Linked DNA regions of Danio rerio: region 1 is linked to region 2. The links are chromatin contacts, called in public Micro-C maps. All regions are on one chromosome and are shown on one strand. The core of a region is the stretch at or near the end of the contact, and the rest is flanking DNA. Distances in the headings are between cores, read along the strand shown.

Evidence for each region. Hi-C and Micro-C count contacts between places; a contact is called where the count stands out from the background.
Region 1: a contact with region 2 is called in a Micro-C map of caudal fin, with 2.7 times the contacts expected there. The contact joins the promoter of slc7a5 here to the promoter of jph3b in region 2. A contact is called at or near these places in 3 of 18 Hi-C or Micro-C datasets (caudal fin, hematopoietic stem cells and an unstated tissue) and 1 of 4 datasets of contacts at active chromatin or transcription factors (embryo).

Annotation. Positions count from the first base shown.
Region 1 is chr25:13,671,493-13,677,082 of GRCz12tu, reverse strand. slc7a5 (solute carrier family 7 member 5) reads left to right here and starts at 2,927. Exons shown (of 10, transcript NM_001128358.1): 1 at 2,927-3,648. The coding sequence starts at 3,063.
Region 2 is chr25:13,523,898-13,528,985 of GRCz12tu, reverse strand. jph3b (junctophilin 3b) reads right to left here and starts at 3,369. Exons shown (of 5, transcript NM_001122702.1): 1 at 2,988-3,369. The coding sequence starts at 3,369.

The DNA.
Region 1 (5,590 bases), core at 1,678-4,177, 150 kb before region 2:
ATTGTGTGGGAGAACTTGGGAAAATGCTCTTTGAGCTCAACAGGAAAAACAAACTATGGAGGCGACCTGATTGAAGAGCAGCAGATCAAGATGACTCCTTTGGAAAACTCTGCAGATGGTCACAGTTGTGATGAGGGAAGAAGTTTGGCAACTGACAATGGTGGATGCTGAGGTCTTTTTGAGGTTGGCTAACTGAATAGAAGTCACAGATAAAAGTTCCTAATAAGAGGCTCCTTCCTCTTACGCTGGTTTTGTTCTTCAGTGTTGTTTCAAGTTATTTTTAGACAAAAAGTAAACTCCATTCACGCCTATTTACCTTTTATAAACAGGAATCAATGGCTTGAAGATATTTCTTAGAACTCCAAATCCATCTGTTTTCCTTTTTAGATCAAAAAGAGGTCCTGAGAGTTTATCGGCCAACTGGTTCAATTCACAATTTAATCCATGTTCAAACTCTTAAACCACTCAAGTTCATACCTACAAATTTTAAATACAAGTTTGGAAAAGCTGACCCTCTTAAGTTTCACGAGCTGACTGTTTTCCACTTTTAATGATAACCAGCCCTTGTGATGCCAGGGAACTGAGACACCCGCGCCCCTCTCTCCAGTTGAGAAAGAAAACTGAACTTTGAAATATCAGGGCACAACACAGCAGTAACCACATAACTTGTACCACGGAAAAGAAATCACCTGCTGGCTCATTTATCTTTAAGCTGAAAAAACATACACCATTAAATACAAACTAATTCTCGTGATAAGAGCACACGTGCATAGAGGATGCAGGTGGCAAATAACCCTGATGAATATAACCTTTAAATTAAGGTCATGAAGTTCGTGAGTATTACTAACACACTTGCCCCCTGCAGATAATACTCCCCTGGTCTTTTGAGACGGATACCTTGTGACATGCAAGTATTTGTCTTTGAAATGCGAAAGCTTGTGGGTGAAATTTAAGATGTTGTTTTGTTTAATTTGAGAACCAATATCTTTGAAGGCCAAAGGGAATGTCACATGATTTTTTTTCAAGGGTCTACTTGAAAACAGGAAATTAGCAGGGACAACTTTGTTATTTTTTCATAAGTTTCTTCAGACATTATGATCAAAGAATTGTCAAGAGGTGAATGAGAAATGGCAGCTAATGGTACTTCACGTCTAGCCAGGGATTCTGAATATATTTAAAACTGAAATTAAGCATTTGGAAAAAAAACGTCTAGTCATTCTAGAGGAAAAACTCATTATCCAGTTTCCTAACCAATTGTTCAAGTTCAAGGTGAATTGCATTGGGTTTGTATGGATTGTGATAGAAATGCCAAACTAAAAATGTGTAAAACTTAAAAAAATACATCAACATATTCCACTTTACTATACTATGAGGGTATAAAAATCTAATTTTATTAATTTAAAAAGTTTATTCTGTTTAGTATTATTTTTTAGAATTAGTAGTCCTCATTTGTATTCAGCTGTAAAGATGTGAAAAAACAAATATGGCATTGTTTTGGTCTGCCCTCTGGATTTAATTAATTCTATATCCCATTAGGTTTACACTAAAGGTGCTAAGATATTCTCATTTCTCTACCCTGATCTATTTACAAGAACCCCCCCCCCCCCCCCCCCCCCCCCCCCCCACATGGGTGTTTTAAACAACTGTTAAAATTTTATTATTTTTGTTTTGTTTACTAGAATGTTTCTACACCAGCAGTCACCTATGGAGCCAGATCAGTCTAAAAAAATAACGTTTACAAAATAAGATTCATACATGCACAGCACTATTCACATTTACAATATCTAATTTGTAAATAAAATAAACAATTCATAAATTCAACACACAATTCGTGAATTCAAAAGTTTTTTTTTTTTGCCAAATGAATTGGATTTGTGTATTTATGAATTGTGTTTTGAGTTTACTAATTGAATTTGTGTATTTAAAAATCGCATTTTGAATTTTACAAATTGGATTTGTGTATTTTGAAATCATGTTTTGAATTTGCAAGTTGGATTTGTGTATTTATGAATTGCGTTTTGCATTTATAAATTGGGTTTGTTTATTTATGAATTGCGTTTTGCATTTATAAATTGGGTTTGTTTATTTATGAATTGCGTTTTGCATTTATAAATTGGGTTTGTGTATTTATGAATTGTTTTGAATTTATGTATTGGATTAGTGTATTTATGAATCGTGTTTTGAGTTCACGAATTGGATTTGTGTATTTATAAATCGCGCTTTGAATTTATGGATTAAATTTGTGTATTTATGAATCGCATTTTGAATTTACAAATTGTATTTGTGTATTTACAAATCACATTTTAAATTTACGAATTGGATTTGTGTATTTATGAATCGCGTTTTGAATTAGTGAATTGGATTTTGTACATTTGAACTGTTGTGAATGTATGGATTATATTTTGTAAATGTATTATTTTTGAGACTGATTTGGCTCTATTGGCTCTGCTCATTATACTCCTTTTTAGAAAATGCTTATGCATTTGTCATACAGACCTTTTTCATATTGTTTACATTTGAACAAAAGTTAGAGGCATAATTTTGGCAAATCGTCATGGGTGTAGGAAAAACTGCAACTTTGAAAGTACTGTATAGAGTCTAGTTTATCATGCTATTTAAAATGTCAAGAGAATGTATCGAATAGACTTACTGGTTATTATATAGCTCTAATAAGAACATTATTTATACAAATCTCAAATGGAAACTGAACAATAATCCAAAACTCTAACCTGCTCAACCTGCTTGATCTCTCAGAACAAGAATTTTTATCATGAAATGAATGTAGACACTAGAGGGCGACGAGCACAGCACAAACAGATCTCTAGATCCAGTGACGCGGTGACGCGCCTTTATTAGGAGGAAAGAGGCAGGCCGAATCAGGGGATGCTTTTGTCCGCCTCTACAACGTTGACACACTTCAGATACCACGTTTCTGTGAGTCAGAGCAGACTCCACGGTATCAACGTGAATCAGCCGAGCCCATTCTGAAGGAGCTGAACGGGTCGTTTTCACACCTAATACCCAAGTACAAAGCGCGTTGCTTTGTTTGACAAGAGGACGCGATGTCCGGGCTAAAGAAACGGAGTTCAAATGCATCCACGGAACGGGATGAAGACGACAAGCAGGTGACGGAGAAGATGCTCACAGGCAGGGGTGGAAATGGGAACACGAGCCCGTCAGGAGACATCACGCCTGGAAGCCCGAGCACAGATATCAGCCCTGCGGATGGAGAAGAGACAGTCGTGCTGAAAAGAACTATAACTCTGGTGAACGGCGTGGCCATCATTGTGGGCACCATCATTGGCTCTGGCATCTTCGTGACCCCAACCGGAGTGGTGAAAGAAGCCGGTTCGGTCGGGCTATCTCTGGTTGTCTGGACTGTGTGCGGCGTCTTCTCCACTATAGGCGCGCTGTGCTACGCCGAACTAGGGACCACTATCACCAAATCAGGGGGTGACTACGCTTACATCCTTGAAGTTTACGGCTCCCTGCCTGCGTTTCTGAAACTGTGGATCGAGCTGCTCATCATCAGGCCGTCCTCGCAGTATATTGTCGCATATGTTTTCGCCACTTACATCCTGAAGCCAATCTTTCCTGTCTGTCCCGTCCCTGAAACAGGGGCTAAGCTGGTGGCTTGTCTGTGTATACGTAAGTAAACTGTTACCTACACTGTTAAGCCTCTAAAACTTTAAATACTTTATTTAATTTATGAATTAAATCACCAAAATCACACTATTCTAAGTGAATCTTCTCAGTTGACCGTTTGTGACGTTGGACTTTAACTTACCTCAGCTGTCATTTGCGCGCTTCTTTGCTTCTATCATCTGTCATAGCAATTGTAAAGAAATAAATTATTTAAACTACACGTGTGATAGTAAATATGTAATTATAGACGAGGACGCTACGTTTCAAAACTGAAAAGGCGTGTTTTGACTATAGGAGGAAGTGAGGATGCTGAAAATGTTCAGACGAATTTCATCATGCAGTCGATGCAACTGGAGGAAGTGGCACGTGCTGCTACATCACCTTGGCGGGCTTTATGCAAATTAATTTTATTTGTATTGATAGGAATTTAGCTGTAAGTTCATACTGTACTTTGAGGATAAATACTGATAATTTGTTAAAAAAGTAAGTCCTATTTTTAGAGTAAAAACATTTTTTGTTATGTTTAAGTTGCTGTTAACAGCATAATATCTATGTTTGTTTTTTCAAATAACATTTTAATATGCACACTAATTAAAATGTCTGATATGTTGAAAATTTCTTGTTCACCACCAGGTATTTTTAAATATCCTAAATATTTTGCTACAGTACTTTCAACTTCTTTGCCAGTTAAAATAGGTTTTAAATGTGTGCCTTTTTTATGAACAATAAGCCTCTATTCCCATCTTTAATCCACCGAAAAGTCAATTTAAAACTTTAAAAATGTGTTTGGCCATCACAGCCATTTTGACAGTGAGCTTATTTTACATTCTAACAATCAGAGCAATCTATTCAAATATTCCCTTTTATAGTTGGCAGTACATTTCTAACAGTGAGAGTAAATCCCAGAAAGAGTTAATGAATGTTACCCTGCAGCACTACAATCACAAATCTTTGACATGCATGCTCATGGCAATAAGTTAAGGGTGTGATTTACCATGGCAGCCATGCGAGCAATGCAGCCCTCCCGCAGGTTTAAACCAGCCAGGATTAACAGAATTAGCTCAAGCCCTAATTACCAATCGGCCAACAAAATATAACTCATATTTCTCCCTTTCTGTCCCTGTCTCTTTCTTTGTCACCCATTGCCTCTCTCCACCTCCTTTTTCATCTAGGCCAGATGAATGCTTGATTGGGGTACAGGAATTTGTATTCTTTGTGATTGTGAGGGAATGAATGAACACAGCACTTACTATTCGCTGTAATCTTGTCCTGCTAGTGACTTGTCTAATCCTACCATAAGAAGCCACATGACGAGACAGAAAGGGAGGTAAAGACGACTACGTCCATAGGCTTAAGCTGAGCAACGGCAAGTTATGGGATTTACACATCTGATGCAAACACTGAGAGTTCAGCCCAAGGTTTATAGCCAGCATCCTCATGCACTCAAGGTCTGTTGGCGTAGCAGCCGACCACTCTTTCTCTGACCTGTTTTATTATGTGTTTTGAAGTTATGATTGCCTCCTGGATTGGTTCATTGCTTCGTATCCATGGGAGAGGCCCCCAGAGTGGGACCATGTTCATGCCGTTAGGGAGTTCAGGGATGAGCCTGTCTCATGATCCTTCGTTTAAAGAATGAGAGCAGCAATGCCCAACAGTGTAATACAGCAGTGTGTGCATGTGTTCTTTGGTGAGGCGACTCAGGCCCTACTGTCCTACCCGATACAGACCCCCTTTTGTACTTTAAGGGTGCACAAAGGCTGTCAGGCTTCGCCTCTCTGTTTGGTGCCCAGACCGATTTACAGCTAATGCTGCTTTGAAGTATTTGTTAGTTAATCACATTTAATAGGGAGCTTGGAGGCAGGGACCAGAGGCTGAAGCAGCTCATGATTTTTATTATTCCCTGAAAATCTGTTTACCAGTAATTGGTCAATGAACAATTGAGTTT
Region 2 (5,088 bases), core at 2,120-4,619:
ATGGGGCACTGGTGTTGCGACAACACTTGACAATACAAAATAAAGCTATACTTTAAACCAAATCTCTCGGTAAGCCTACATAGACTAGCAGGCTGTTATCCGTTTAAGGGGATTTCAGCTTGACTATTTTTTTTCTAGTGTTATGTAGGTGATGAGTCTGAGAAGTGGAGTAGTCCCCATTCTAGGATTATAAACAATATACAATCAGCCTGAATTCATTTGAACCGCATATCTGATATGTTTGAGTGTTTCAATTAGCTTTTGAGCAATGCTTTTCAGAAGGCAGATTGATCAGCTATTAAGTTGTTTTGAGCCACTTATTTCATTGCGATGCAGGTTATGTGTAATAGTCCGCATTTTTGGATTGTAAACAATTTGTAATCCGCCTGAATTGATTTGAAACGTATAACTGGTATGCACAACTGGTATGTATGATTCTAGGTAATTCAATTTGCTTTTGAGTGATGCTGAAAGCCACTTTTCAGAGACCAGATTGATCAGCATTTGAGTTTTAGTCAAGCAAGAGTGCTGGGAATTGCTGTATATAAGGCACACAACGTTGCTTGAGGCCAACAGTGTCATCATGTCCAGAGAATCCACATTGATGTATATAAGTACTTAACTCTGTGACTACTAAATAATCATTAAGGTTACATCAGAAACTGAAAACAGAGCAACCTTGATAGCAAAAATCGGACATATCCGGCACAATGCCGTAAGACAAGTAATCCCACATAAGCTGAGAGGAGTAAACATGACATGTTATTAAATCAAAGATTAATGCAAGTGATTTCAAGTTAACAGATTTGATTCACTGCAAACCCACAAATGCCGGCTTATATTCATAATAAAGATTTGTTTTATAATATTCCAAACTTTTAGTCTCTTCTTGTCCAGTAGAATCCGAGAGAAACAAACCTGTCCTCTTTAGTGTGATGGGGGAATTCAGGTCATAATGTGAACAGATGCTTTGGTGTGTGGCAGCTGTAGTGTACTCAGACAGCACCGTGAGCTGATAATGCTACTGTAACCTCTTTGTGGCCCTATTAACCTTGTCCTGTATCGTCTCTCTCTTCTCTGGCTCATTTTCATATACTTTTTTCCCCCCCTTCATCTCAATCTCTGTCTTCTCTGACTGCTTACTGTGGTTGTGATTAAGTGGCCCAGATTAGTACCAAAGTAAGTAAACACCATTAGCGAGTCGGCCAGCCAATCAGATTGGCGAGCACAGAGTCTCCAGTGACATGCTGACCTGCTGCCAGAGTCTGCGTAGGTTTCCACAGCAACTTGCTGTAAAAGACACACAGGCAGCACTTCCATAATGCAGGGAGATTGAGAGAATGAAACAAAGAGAGAGAGGTTATGCTGATCTGAAAATAGATACACTGTTGATATAAGTACATCCCTCATTCACCAGAATGGACACTTTGTTCAACTTAAAACAGTAAAATGGTTGCCGATTTTACTTTTTATAGTCACAGATACAGGGATGGGTAGGATATGTATATATCTTAACAGCCAGACATTCAGCTTTTTTTTTTTTTTCAGATTTACGATTGAAAATAATATATGTTATATTATTGCCACCTGAGTCTCTACATGCACTTCTACTCTACCTACTTATTTACAAGGGTAATTCACCTGAAATATTAAATTAAATCATTTACTCAGTCTAATGTCATTTCAAACCAACTTTTTTTTGTATGTTTATGTTATTTTGTCTTCACATCAGCTGCGTCCCAAATGGCACACTATACACTATGCACTCATGCACTACTGTATGTACTTATGCACTTACACACTCAACAGAATATTACATGTATGTAGTGTTGTCCCAAATGGCACACTAATGTTTTTTTACTAAACGGAAATTCAAACCGTTTCCCTGATGACGTTTGACGGTTGCCAAATCAGCGAAATAAACAAAAGAATTATCAAATAATACCTATCGTGAGTATTGCCGCATTCACCATCGGGAGGCGATATAATCACTCTCGTAGGAGAATTTTGCTTTCTCCATCCAAAATAAATAAAGTTATCCAACATGTGCGTCCGATAGCTCCGCCCCTTCCACTACGTAAGCAAACCTGCGGTCGTTGAGTGCGTGAAGTGTCCATCATTACACACCTCATTTTAGCGGCTGAATGAATGCATCATCCGGGTAATTAAAGTGCACTTATTATTTTAAGAGTTTTCAGTGTGAACACACTACTTACACTATTTATACTACAAAATGGCGTAGAATAGTGCATAAGTATGCAATTTGGGACGCAGCTATCATTTTTCCTAATCAAGTTGTTAGCCAGGAGCTCTTGTATTTTGTTTTGTACACCAGAAACTTTGTTACTACTCAAATAAAGGGGTTCTGGTATTTCGTCAAATTTTATCCCTGTTTGTTAGTTGTCCAATTGTTCTTAAGTTCTAAAGTGATCTTATCACCAGTTAGTGGAGAGTGGAGTTTAAATGATTATTAGATGATGGATCAAAAAATCTGACTACAAATCATCACCTTAGAATTATAAGGTTCTATCTGACATTTTTGTCAAAATTTTTTTATTCACATATTCTTATAAAATGACAACTTATTTAAATTATGGGATGTTTTTTTTATAAGTTGTTTACATTTTAAGACTTTTTATAAAAAAACAAAAACAAATGTTACACAGTTTGCTATGGAATGCAAAAACTTTAAAGCTCAATATCTCAAAATCATTTAGAACGCAGCTAAAACCTCCTAATTCCAAGGTGACGAAATCAAAAAGTGAAGAGTGGTTCAAAAATGAAAATAAGGTATTATAGAAATCTGTTTTAGTCATTGATGGTACAGTTAGCAGAACTTGCCCTTATGAAATTCTAAACCTGTATGACAGGAAAATAGAACAATACTTGGTGCTGAAGTTAAAAGTCAGAGAGGTTTCTAAAGACAAAAGGGTGAGTAAATGGTTATAGCTCTTACTCTTTAGCAAAAAAGTCCTTTAGTCTCTTACCTCCATCAGAGTATGTCTCTGTTCCATATCCATCCTGTAGGCCATTGTTCCACGTGCCCTCATACTTGCCGCTGGTTCCTGTGCTTTCCCGCACACCATAGCGTCCCTTAAATCCATGTGTCCACTCACCCTTATAAACCCACTTGCCCTTGTTTTCAATTCCAATGCCATGCCGCTTGCCTTGTGCCCATGTCCCCTGAAAAGTGTTCCCACTGGGCCAGGTATAGATACCGACCACCTCAAAACCGTGACTCCAGGAGCCCGCATACTCGCCTTGGCCCTTGGGTCCTGTGCAGATGCCATGGCCATGGGCCTTTCCCTCTTCCCACCCTCCACAGTATGATCCCCCATCATCAAAGTTGAACCTGCCCCCAGTGGACATGCATGAAATAGGTTTTGGCAAATACCCCAAATCTCAAAAAGAAAAGAAAGAGAAAAAAAAGTAATACCCAAACAAAACAATACTTGGAAATTGAGCCAGGGTGGTGGTAGAAAGCTGGGGATACAAACGCCCCTTTCTTCTGCTTTCTTCTGATGGTCTTTAAAAAAATAAAAAGATTTTAAAAAACTATGCAAAAAGTTAAAAGAACAAAGAACGAGCCCTCTTGGGCAGTAGTCCCCTCCTGTCAAACAAGGCAGGAGCAGCTTGAGCCCTCTCAGACCATCCTCTTCTAGGAGTGGAGCGTTTTATTCACAAGTTGCTTCCCTGCAGTTGCTTCTCAACGAAAGTGGGCCCACGCCAGCCATGCGCCTTGTTCTACTGTTACCAACGCAGCAACAATTCTCTCGGTTCTGATGCTCTGGCCCCCTCTTCGTTCCTGCTCCACAGAGGGCCCCTGTGCCAGCACACACCTACCCGCGCTCCCGCTCACCCTCTCTGGGGCTTTGAGCTGTTTCACTTCCCCTCCCAGTAGCGGAGACCTCCAGACTCCACCTAGAAACCTGTGAGTCCTCAGAGTGATGGCCGATAGATGAAGCAGGCAGGTAGCATTTACAAATGCATCCACTTTGCCAGGAGCTCACTCACTGTTGTACCAAATCCACCTGACATGCTGATGCCATACAGGGAGACAGAGTGCAAGAGAAACAAGAAAAAAAGAAGAGAGCGACGGATTCTGCAAGCTTTAGTCTCCGTCAGCTAGCAGCAATGCAGTCTCTATCCACACACAATCGCATGCATATATACGCGCGCTTTCACCAGATCAGGATGAGAGCACAGCTTGATCGCAAGCAAACTGATGTGATTAATTCCTTATCTGGGCACTGTTTTGTCGTTGTCTCCGATTTCCCCCTCCGCTCTCTTTTCAGGTTTGTATAAAAATCCTGTGCTTCGGTTTGCTTGCAGGTGGGAAAACCAGATGCATCGTTCCTGATTTACCTTCTTCTGCTCCTCCTTGACTCAGTCACGTTGTTGGGATGATTTTTGTGTGACGCTGATTGTCTTTTCCTTCGTCGTCATCTTATTCCCCCATATGCTTAGACGTCTCTCTCTCTCTCTTACACTGGTGTCTCTCAAATCTGCTCATTAGAGGCGGACTGTTCCAACGCAGCCAACTCCCCCTCCCCCTTTCACATGCTCTCTCTCTCTCCCTTGCTCTCCCTTCATTTAAAGAGACATGCACTGTGGTAATACTTACCACTCTCTCTCTCTTCATCCACCTCAGGGAGCAAAGATTGCTTTTCCTAATTGCCCGGCTTAGTCCTCCCCCTACCCTCCTGCTAAATCTCCATTGCTCTGCCCTCATAGAATAATTAGAGCATTTGTCGGTTAATGATATGGCTTGAGATATTGCATTAAATCTCTTCCCGTTGCAGGTGAGTTAATATAAAATCTGGTCTGTTGACCTTGGCACTTGATCATCCTGAAAATTCTTCAATGGCTTCCATGTTATCTGTAAGACACAGTGGACAACTTTTATTGTGGTGACTCATAAAAAGTTATTATTTTTTCATTTATATGTCTTTAATTATACCATGCTTTTTAATAAATTGTAAGTATTTCTCCTTTCTACCTGAAGTTTTTATTGATTACAGTAGCCTGTAAAGATGAAGGATTCAAGCGGTTATATGAAGATATGTATTTGTACTTGCGTGAAATTAA